Regions from separate parts of the Podarcis muralis genome. Here region 2 is linked to region 1. Evidence: chromatin contacts called from public Hi-C data. All regions are on one chromosome and are shown on one strand. The core of a region is the stretch at or near the end of the contact, and the rest is flanking DNA. Distances in the headings are between cores, read along the strand shown. Region 1 holds the start of PLXDC1 (plexin domain containing 1). Region 2 holds the start of IRF3 (interferon regulatory factor 3).

Region 1 (4,450 bases), core at 1,246-3,745:
GCCCACCCAGGGACAGCTGTGGGCAGCATTCCTGCACTGCAGGGTTCAGCCTTTCTCAACCTGTGGGTCCCCAGATGTTGTTGAACTACAACTCCCATCACCCCTAGCTAGCAAGGCCAGAGCTCAGGGATGATGGGAGTTGTAGTCCAACAACATCTGGGGACCCACAGGTTGAGAACCACTGGACTGGATGGTGCTTAGGGGCCCTTCCAACTTGATGAGTCTATGAGTCTAACACTCACCCAGCAACTGGTATTCAGGGAATACTGCTTCTGAACCTTGAGGGTCCCGTTTAGTTATCCTGCACTTGCATCCCTTTTGTGCTCTTGGAGCAATTCACAATTAAAGCACAAAAACAGCCATTAAAAAAATGCCCAAACTACAGATACAACCAGCAGGTGAAATGGTAAGGACTATAAATCCATTGCCTTCAACAACCCCATTTTAAAGCCATCTACACCTCTTGGCTGTCACAGTACATCTCGAGGCAGTGAATTCACACTTCTTGTCGCCGTGTGCACAGTGCAAACCTGTTTACTGCCACACACGCACACAGGAGGAAACAGATGCACCATCTCTGTCGCTGCACCGACATGCATGAATCCTGCTTTCATGCACAGAGGAACTGGTCCCCATTCACACCTGCTGAAAAGTGCCCAAGTAGACGCTTCTGCACTTTTGCTTCCGTGCACACGCAAAAGCAGCGAGGAAACCGGTGCGTTCTCCTCAGGGCAGCCAGCACGACTCTTGCATTTCAGGCCAGCAACTTTGCCTTTAGCCCAAACTGTGGTCTTAATGAACCACTCATCTGAGTGATTCATTACAGGCGCTGGCTGCCATTTCTCACCACCCACAGCGAATTTAGCTGGGCAGTTTTGTAACATTGATCTGAAATGCCACATAGATGGTAGTTGGTGGTTGCCATCATTGTCACACACAACGGCACCTGGTTCTTTGCATAAACTCACTAGGCTGACAGAAGTACACAAACATACATATAACGGGATCACTGGCACACATGCATGGACTTTTATATTCTGCTATACATACAAGTGCAAGACATCCTGGCAAACGTCAGGATAGAAGAACATAAAAAGAAGTCTCCCTACAATGCTTATCATTGAATCAGGTGGGCTGCCTGCCTTTTAGAAATAATATATTGTATGTGTCTTAAATCTCTGCATGGATCTGATATATATTCTGCTCCAGTGGAGGTGGGCTTGTCATTTAAGCCCCCAGCCAATCAGTGTAGTGCACAGCCAGCTTCTGCCCCAAATACACAAAACCACTTTCTTCCAATGGGTATCCTGGGGCAAAGGCTGTAAGCAGGAGCACCATTTGCCGAGGGTGAGTCTGTGCAGCAGCTCTGCAGATGAAACATTTGGAGGCAACCTCCCTGCCACATGCTTGTTCAAAAGGGTGATTTACACGGCGAAGCCAATCCCAGTGGGCTCCTGCTGCGGGTTTAAGCACGGCATGCTGGATTTCCAACGCATGTGGACAGCGCAACCCAAAACAACCTGAAGGAAAGGAAACCTTTACAAAATTGGCTGAACCTGGCAAACCACGTCGAACCGTTTACAAAACCGGTGCAAAATTGCCAGAAGCACACGGGTGATTTGATGTGCACAGCGCTACGCAGGAACATTGTGAGGCTGTGCGCACAAGAACTGTGCAGAATTGTGGTACACAGCCACGACCAAGCACACACACAGGCACCAGCACACCTGCTCACACTCATTGCTGCGAGCTCTACCATCTGAATGCACACGCATGTGTTTTTGCACGGATGGAGGACTTTCATATGCCTGTCTGGCATGTACTTACTCTAAACCCTTTCTGTTTGCAGGTCCAAATAATTTTGGTACACTTGTGCACGTACTGAATCATGTACTCCCTCACCCCTATGCCCACCCAGCACTTCCACATCCACCATGCTCGTAAATGTTAACAGGCTTGCACATCACCTTATCACATTTGATCCCGATTTCGCACACCTGTCTACGCACCTTCACAGATCTGCTCCCTGTTCACCATTGCCTCCCCTTGCATGCTCACAACACCTCCTCTCAAGCTGCCTGAGCATGCCCGGATCCCTGTTCCACTCACAGCTACACACCCCCACGCATGCTCTCTGCCATACACATCCCTGGCATTCACCCCACTCCTGTCCACACTTTGCACACAGTGTCACACGAGGGTGGCAGTGTCCCCGGAAGATGTGGGTGGTACCTGCTGCTCGCCTCTCTTTTGCTGACCCCACAGCCTCCTCCTGCAGCAGCCAGAGCAGGACGAGGGCTCCCCACGAAATCTTCAGCGAATCAGGGAGCATCCCTGTGACCCTCCAAAGCGCCACCTTTTCTTGGCAAGAACTTTCCGCTCTGCCTCCCCAAGCAGTTTCTCCCCTCGGCTCCCGGGCTCCCTCTCTCTCAGCAGTTGCCACCTCCGGGCTCCTGGCGAGGAATGAGCAGATCCCGCAAGATTCCTCCTGGTCTGTCTGGTCTGTGACGGAATTCGACTGGCAGAAAACCCAGCATTTGGGGGCTGCAGCAAGAAACTGTCAAAGCTCAGCTGAGCAGGGCTTGGAATGGGAGGGAGGGGGAGAGACAGAGAAGCAAAGGAGGTGGATGAAACAGGGGGAGCGCCTGCCCTCTGGTGGCCAGTTGGGAGCATAGCCATGCAATGCTGTTCAGTGAGAAATGAATGCAAAAATAGAAAAGGGAAGTCTTGAGGCATTTTCGCGTATTTGGCTTAAACCAATTTGCGCCTAAACTGGCCTGCAACACCTGCGTTTCGCAGTTGCTGTCCCATGTGATACAAGTGGGAAAGATGCTCATATCCACGTTTGTCTTGTGTGAAACTGGTTTCCGGGTTGGATCCAGCATCTTAAATGGGCAGGATCAATACTTGTGCTTTAAAAAACAGGGGTGGGGAGGAAATGCTCTCCTTAGCAGACAACTTGGATCAAAAGACATCAACAGGGTGCTGTAAAATTAGAGTTTCCTTTCTGCAAGGCCTTTACGTTGTATTTGGCCCCAGACTCTTTCATTTCCCTGAGACTCAAAAGGGGAACACTGTCACTTCCTTAATCTGTTCTTTATTTCTGGCCAAGCTAGCAATAAATAATAAAGCGTGGTCCTGGAGTTGGTTACAAGTTCCCCATTCCATAATAATAATATTAAATACCCTGCCCATCTGGCTGGGTTTCCCCAGCCACTCTGGGCGGCTCCCAACAGAATATTAAAAACACAATAAAACATCAAGCATTAAAAACTTCCCTAAAGAGGGCTGCCTTCAGATGTCTTCTAAAAGCCAGGTAGCTGTTTATTTCCTTGACATCTGATGGGAGGGCATTCCACAGGGCGGGCGCCACTACTGAGAAGGCCCTCTGCCTGCTTCCCTGTAACTTGGCTTCTCGCAGTGAGGGAACAGCCAGAAGGCCCTCGGCACCGGACCTCAGTGTCCGGGTGAATGATGGGGGTGGAGAAGCTCCTTCAGGTATACTGGGCCAAGGCCGTTTAGGGCTTTAAAGGTCAGCACCAACACTTGGAATTGTGCTTGGAAACATGCTGGGAGCCAATGTAGGCCAAAGCACTAAAAATGAAGGCAACTACACATGCCCCTCAACTCAAAAGCTTACATGTCCCTGAACTCCCAAATGTGTTGCATTTTATATTGTATATCTCCACGATTGGGGACTCACCCCTTCAAATCACAACAATAAAGTTATTCAGTCATGGTCATTTGGCTTGCAGAATGCTCATAAATGATGATGACATCATGAAATTATTTTTAAAAATGGAATAAGTGGGTTTGCTCACCACAAAATCTGCTCTGGGCCAGGACAAATCATACAGCACAAGGTGAGTGACACTTGCAAGATGCATCCTGTCTTGACCAGGGCTTCCTGCGGATACATGGCCTGGAGAAGGGCATCTATGCACAACAAAAATGGCAGGAGTAAATATGAAACCACAAGTAACAAAACCACCACAAAATGTGCTTTCAACTGCATGAATGCAGTGGGTGACTTTTCATGTAATCTTTCAATGTTTGCTGAAAACTTTTCTGTGACACTAGGCCAGGGGTCTGCAACCCGCGGCTCCGGAGCCGCATGTGGCTCTTTTACACCTTTGCCGCGGCTCTGGGGTGGATACTAGCGAGGGGAGGAGGCGCATTGTGTGCCCCGACACTCCCCACTGTGGTGGGCGCTGTACTGGCTGTGACGTCGCATGGGGGTGGTGCGTACGTTAGTCACGCACCGTCCGACATCACCTTCCCGCCCGCCCGCCCGCTACATTGTAAGGGGCATGTACGCTGGTCACTGCATTGTAAGGGGGTGTGTACGCTGATCACTGTTTTTAAGGGGAGTGAAGAACACACACACACAAAAAGGTAACGTGTTAATTTAACGTTTATTTCTATGAGGAGGAGTAATTCTGAGGGGTCA
Region 2 (4,450 bases), core at 726-3,225, 180 kb before region 1:
TTCCTCCCGCCCACCAGAATGTTACAGTTAAAACACGAAGGAAACCTCTTCCCCAGCTTTCCCCAACTTGACGCCCTGAAGACATTTTGAACTACAACTCCCAGCAGCCCAACCAGCATGGCTTGAGACGATGGGAGTTGTAGTTCAAAACAGCTGAAGGGCATCAGGTTGAGGAAGGCTGCCTGCCAGGGCAGTGGGATGCGATGTGGGACACACACCAAAGGAAACACTCCAAGATTACCTCAAAGAGCTGGAAATCCTCGTCGCAAATATTCTGCCGTGAGCCGTGTTTCCACGGCACTCGGAACAGGGTCCGTTCTGGGTTCAGCCATGACAGCCCCGGGTACCGCCGGGCGTCCAACTGTTCCATTAGCCAGGGCACGATGAGAGGTCTTTGAGTACCCATGGAGGAACTGTGGGAGCAGGAGAGGGGAGGATGTCACAATGAAATCTGATGAGGGGAGAGAAGGGAGTGGCAGGATAATGAGTCACTGCAACACAGCTGCAAGGGCGTAGGGAGAGAAAAGCTGTGTGTGTGTGTGTGTGTGTGTGAGAGAGAGAGAGAGAGAGAGAGAGAGAGAGAGAGAGAGAGAGAGAGAGATTGTTTGTGTGCTTTAACACGGGACCCCAGACTCTAGTTTGCAGACAACCATGAGCTTCATTCAGGTGGTGGTGCCTGCAAAAACACAATTAAAAACCATACAGCCCCTAGGACTGCATACGACTTGCTACAACAGGCAGAAAAATCATTAAGTGGTCCGCCAAGTCCCTCAGCCATGTTCAAGCAGTCAGGTGGGGAGTTTGGGGACATGGGTGGTGCTGTGGGTTAAACCACAGAGCCTAGGGCTTGCTGATCAGAAGGTTGGCGGTTTGAATCCCTGCGACGGGCTGAGCTCTTGTTGCTCGGTCCCTGCTCCTGCGAACCTAGCAGTTCGAAAGCACGTCAAAGTGCAAGTAGATAAATAGGTTCAGCTCCCTTGGCCAGTAAAGCGAGATGAGCGCCGCAGCCCCAGAGTCGGCCATGACTGGACCTAACGGTCAGGGGTCCCATTACCTTTATCTTAGAGCTTGTCCTTGATGGAGAGCGTTACGTATGGCTGACAGCGATTGCATGTGTGTTTGAGAGAGACGGAGAAAGACAGCGCGTTACTCTGATCCTTGATCTTTTTAGAGGCCTTTTCAAAGTGCTTCCGATCTTCAGGAACACAAAGAGCCCCTTGCTGGATCAGGCCAGAAACAAACCCAGCAACGCCTCCTCCCAGGAGTCCGGGGCTGGATTAAGCGCAAAGATCCCTTCATTGCAGGGGTTGGACTAGAGGACCCTCGTGGTCCCAAGTCTACAAATTCCATGATTTTATAAGCAAGCAGAAAGGAAGACCGCAAAAGCCCCGCGCAACGGGCCTGTTTGCATGGTTTGGCTGTAACCCAATAATATAGCAACTAGAGGCCGGTCCCACCGAAACCGGCGTTGCTGAATTCCGTGCAGTCATGCATTTACTTCCAAGTAAACGCGCCTCAACGGGGCTTGAGCTGCCGTTGCGGGATCCCTGCGAAACGGGATTTGCGGCTTGGCCAGCTTGAAAAGTCTCCCGCTTGGGATCTGGAATGCGGAAGTCCAGGAAGGATCTCCTTTGGGAGTGCGGGGGAGGGAGCCCCTCGTTGCCCCCCGCAACCAAGCACCCACCTCTCAGGATCGCTTTTGTTCCGAGACCCCCGTCCAGACTAGTTCTTCCTCTCCGGCGAGCCGCAAAACGGAGCCTCTTCGCCCTTCTCCGCGGCGCCACGTGATTGCGAAAGTAGCTTTCGGTTTTCAGTCCCGAGAGCCATTTTCGCCTGATTCCCCGCCTCCCTCGGCGGCGCGCAGAAAAGAGGGGATTTTCTTGTGGGGTTCCTGCGTTTTCGATTCCTTCGTTTCAAAAGAGAGAAAACGCCTAAGGTGCAGGGTAGGTTTTAATAGGAGATGATATATTAATTGCAGTCTATCCCTCCAGGCTCACACGTGTGTGACAAGTCGTGCAGAGTTCCAAAGTCCTACCCCTGACAACAAAATTAAAAGCACAGGAATTAGGTTTTTGATCAAGTCCATAAGTAATCTGGCTTCCTCCTCCTCCTCACCCCACTTCAGAAAGACTCAGGCAACAACTTCAAAAAATCTCTGCAAAACACAAAATCTGTATTCCTACACAGTACTGAGCCCATAACCTTTGTGGGATGGGTTTTAATGGGCAGGAGAGGATATATTAATTGCAATATATCCTTCCAACCCATTAAAACCCATCCTGCTTCAGGAATTGAGATGGTTTTGGTTGTCAGTATGTTCTCCCCCCTTTTTTTTGTACATGGTGACAATTCCAAAGCTATGGATGCGTTCCTCTGCTGCATTGTGTGTGTGTGGGGGGGCATTATTTATCAGAAATAGAGCTCCCAGAGCAGCTTGCAAATATCTGTGATTTACCTCTCAACGTATGAGAATATTCCTGGTGTAAGAGTATCACTGGTTGGAGAACATCTGTATATACCAACCAGAGTGGCTGGGGAAACTCAGCCAGATGGGCGGGGTATAAATAATAAATTATTATTATTATTATTATTATTATTATTATTATTATTATTATTATTATTATTCTAAAAGGAAAGGTTTGAGACAGATAATACTTACAAGACTTCCTTCAAACCAGAAGGCAACTTATTTTGTTTATTTATTTAAATTATTTTTATTTCACCTTTCAGCCAGAAAAGGCTCCCAGTGACTAACCACTAAAAAAAGGACAGCCCCTGTCCTTGAGCTTATAATTTTTAAAAGTCTTGACACAAAAGGAAAATGGATTGGGAGAGAGGAGGAAATAAGCAAACTCGGGTTCATGTTCTTTCTGTTACAAGTGGTTTTAATGACCACCTTCTGGTTTGTATGTGTCTACATATGTGTCTATGTCTATGCATTTTGCATTAGGTGCTTGCTTTACTACAATTTGTGTGAATGACTAGAGTTTTTATTCTTCTGGTCTCTAACTATTTAGTCTGAGTAGGAGGACAGCTGCACAGGGGAACAATCACCTTGGACACCACTTGGTGGAAAGGTAAGATACATATCTCACAGAACAAATCCACCATATCTCTAGTTGACACATGGATAAATTACTATACATGGACAATACCTTGCCACGTAGTACATAGCTTGTCATATTCCATCCTGCAGCTGCTGAATACATTTCTGGAGGAACTTCAAATGGAAATTCCAGGATGAAACTGCAAAATTACAACTCCAGCTTCTCAATAAGTAGAATAATTTAGATCTGAATACAGACAACGGTTTCTTGTTCCACTGAATTTACTCAGCAGCGCTGATTGTTTTAACACCAATTCCTGTTTTGAAATGTCGTGTTCGTTTTGCATACATTTAAGCTCTGAATTGTCAATGGCAATACTCTTTATTGACATTTGTAAAGTAGTTTATGCCATAAGAGTTTTGTTGAGGCTTTAAGGATCTGCAAGACTCGGGTTGATTTTTGCAAGAATATATTTAACCTAAAGAGCAAACGCCGAGGTTTATTAAATCAACAGAGGACAGATTATTGAAGTGATCTCATCTGGAATACTGCCTTCAATTCTGAGTGCAACACTTTAAGGTTGTAGACAACTTAAGAGAATGTGGTCGGAAGCACACAACACACAGTTAGGAAAGGGTGAATAAAAACTGGGTACATTTGGTCTGGAGCAGAGAATGGCTGCCACATAGAATAAGTCAAACCTGTACTCTGCCGACCCAGAGTTGGGAGCACTTACTCTAATGGGCTTAAATTACAGGAGGGTAGATTTTGGCTGACCCTTTGGGAAAACTGATTGTGCACATCATAGGTCGAGTCTGCTATGTTCAGCAAGGTTCCTCTTTATAGACATTCCTCGCCCACACCCACAGGGCAGTGGGAGATGCAACAGCAGGGGTCAGGGGCAGGGATGCACCCCAAATCTCTCCCTCAATGTGATTGTGCGGAAGACACTAAGGGGGAAAGGTTTCAGACTCATAGGAAAGAACATGGGAAGCTGCCTTGTACCAAAGTCAGATCATCAGTCCATCTAGCTTAGTATGGTTGATACTAACAGGGAGTAGCTTCTCCGGGATTTAAGACAGGGCTCTCTCCCAACCTCACAGGGACCTCCTGCATGTATATCAAGCAGCTGCTCTACCACTGAGCCACAGCTCTCCTCAAACTTTTAAATGTTGGAGGGTATGTAGACACATTTGCACTCTGCACAAAGCAATAAGAGTGAGAACTGTTCAGTTTTCTGGGAACCTTCACTTCCATGAGATCTCTTTAATTCTGTGGATTCTTCTTCCCTGTTGTTTTGCCATGCCCTGTCATTCTAAAGAAATTAGAATTTCCTCCTTCAAGTCTGCTGACAATACACGAAAGTGCCCGGCTGGGTCACTGTGCTGACAGAGCAGGAAGCT

Evidence for each region. A called contact is a pair of places that touch in the nucleus more often than the background predicts.
Region 2: a contact with region 1 is called in a Hi-C map of blood, with 5 times the contacts expected there. The contact joins the promoter of IRF3 here to the promoter of PLXDC1 in region 1. A contact is called at or near these places in 2 of 3 Hi-C or Micro-C datasets (blood and tail).

The regions. Positions count from the first base shown.
Region 1 is chr13:36,777,566-36,782,015 of rPodMur119.hap1.1, reverse strand. It overlaps PLXDC1 (plexin domain containing 1), which reads right to left and starts at 2,495. Exons shown (of 14, transcript XM_077917386.1): 1 at 2,233-2,495. The coding sequence starts at 2,332.
Region 2 is chr13:36,959,039-36,963,488 of rPodMur119.hap1.1, reverse strand. It overlaps IRF3 (interferon regulatory factor 3), which reads right to left and starts at 1,975. Exons shown (of 10, transcript XM_077917396.1): 1 at 1,685-1,975; 2 at 242-413. The coding sequence starts at 406.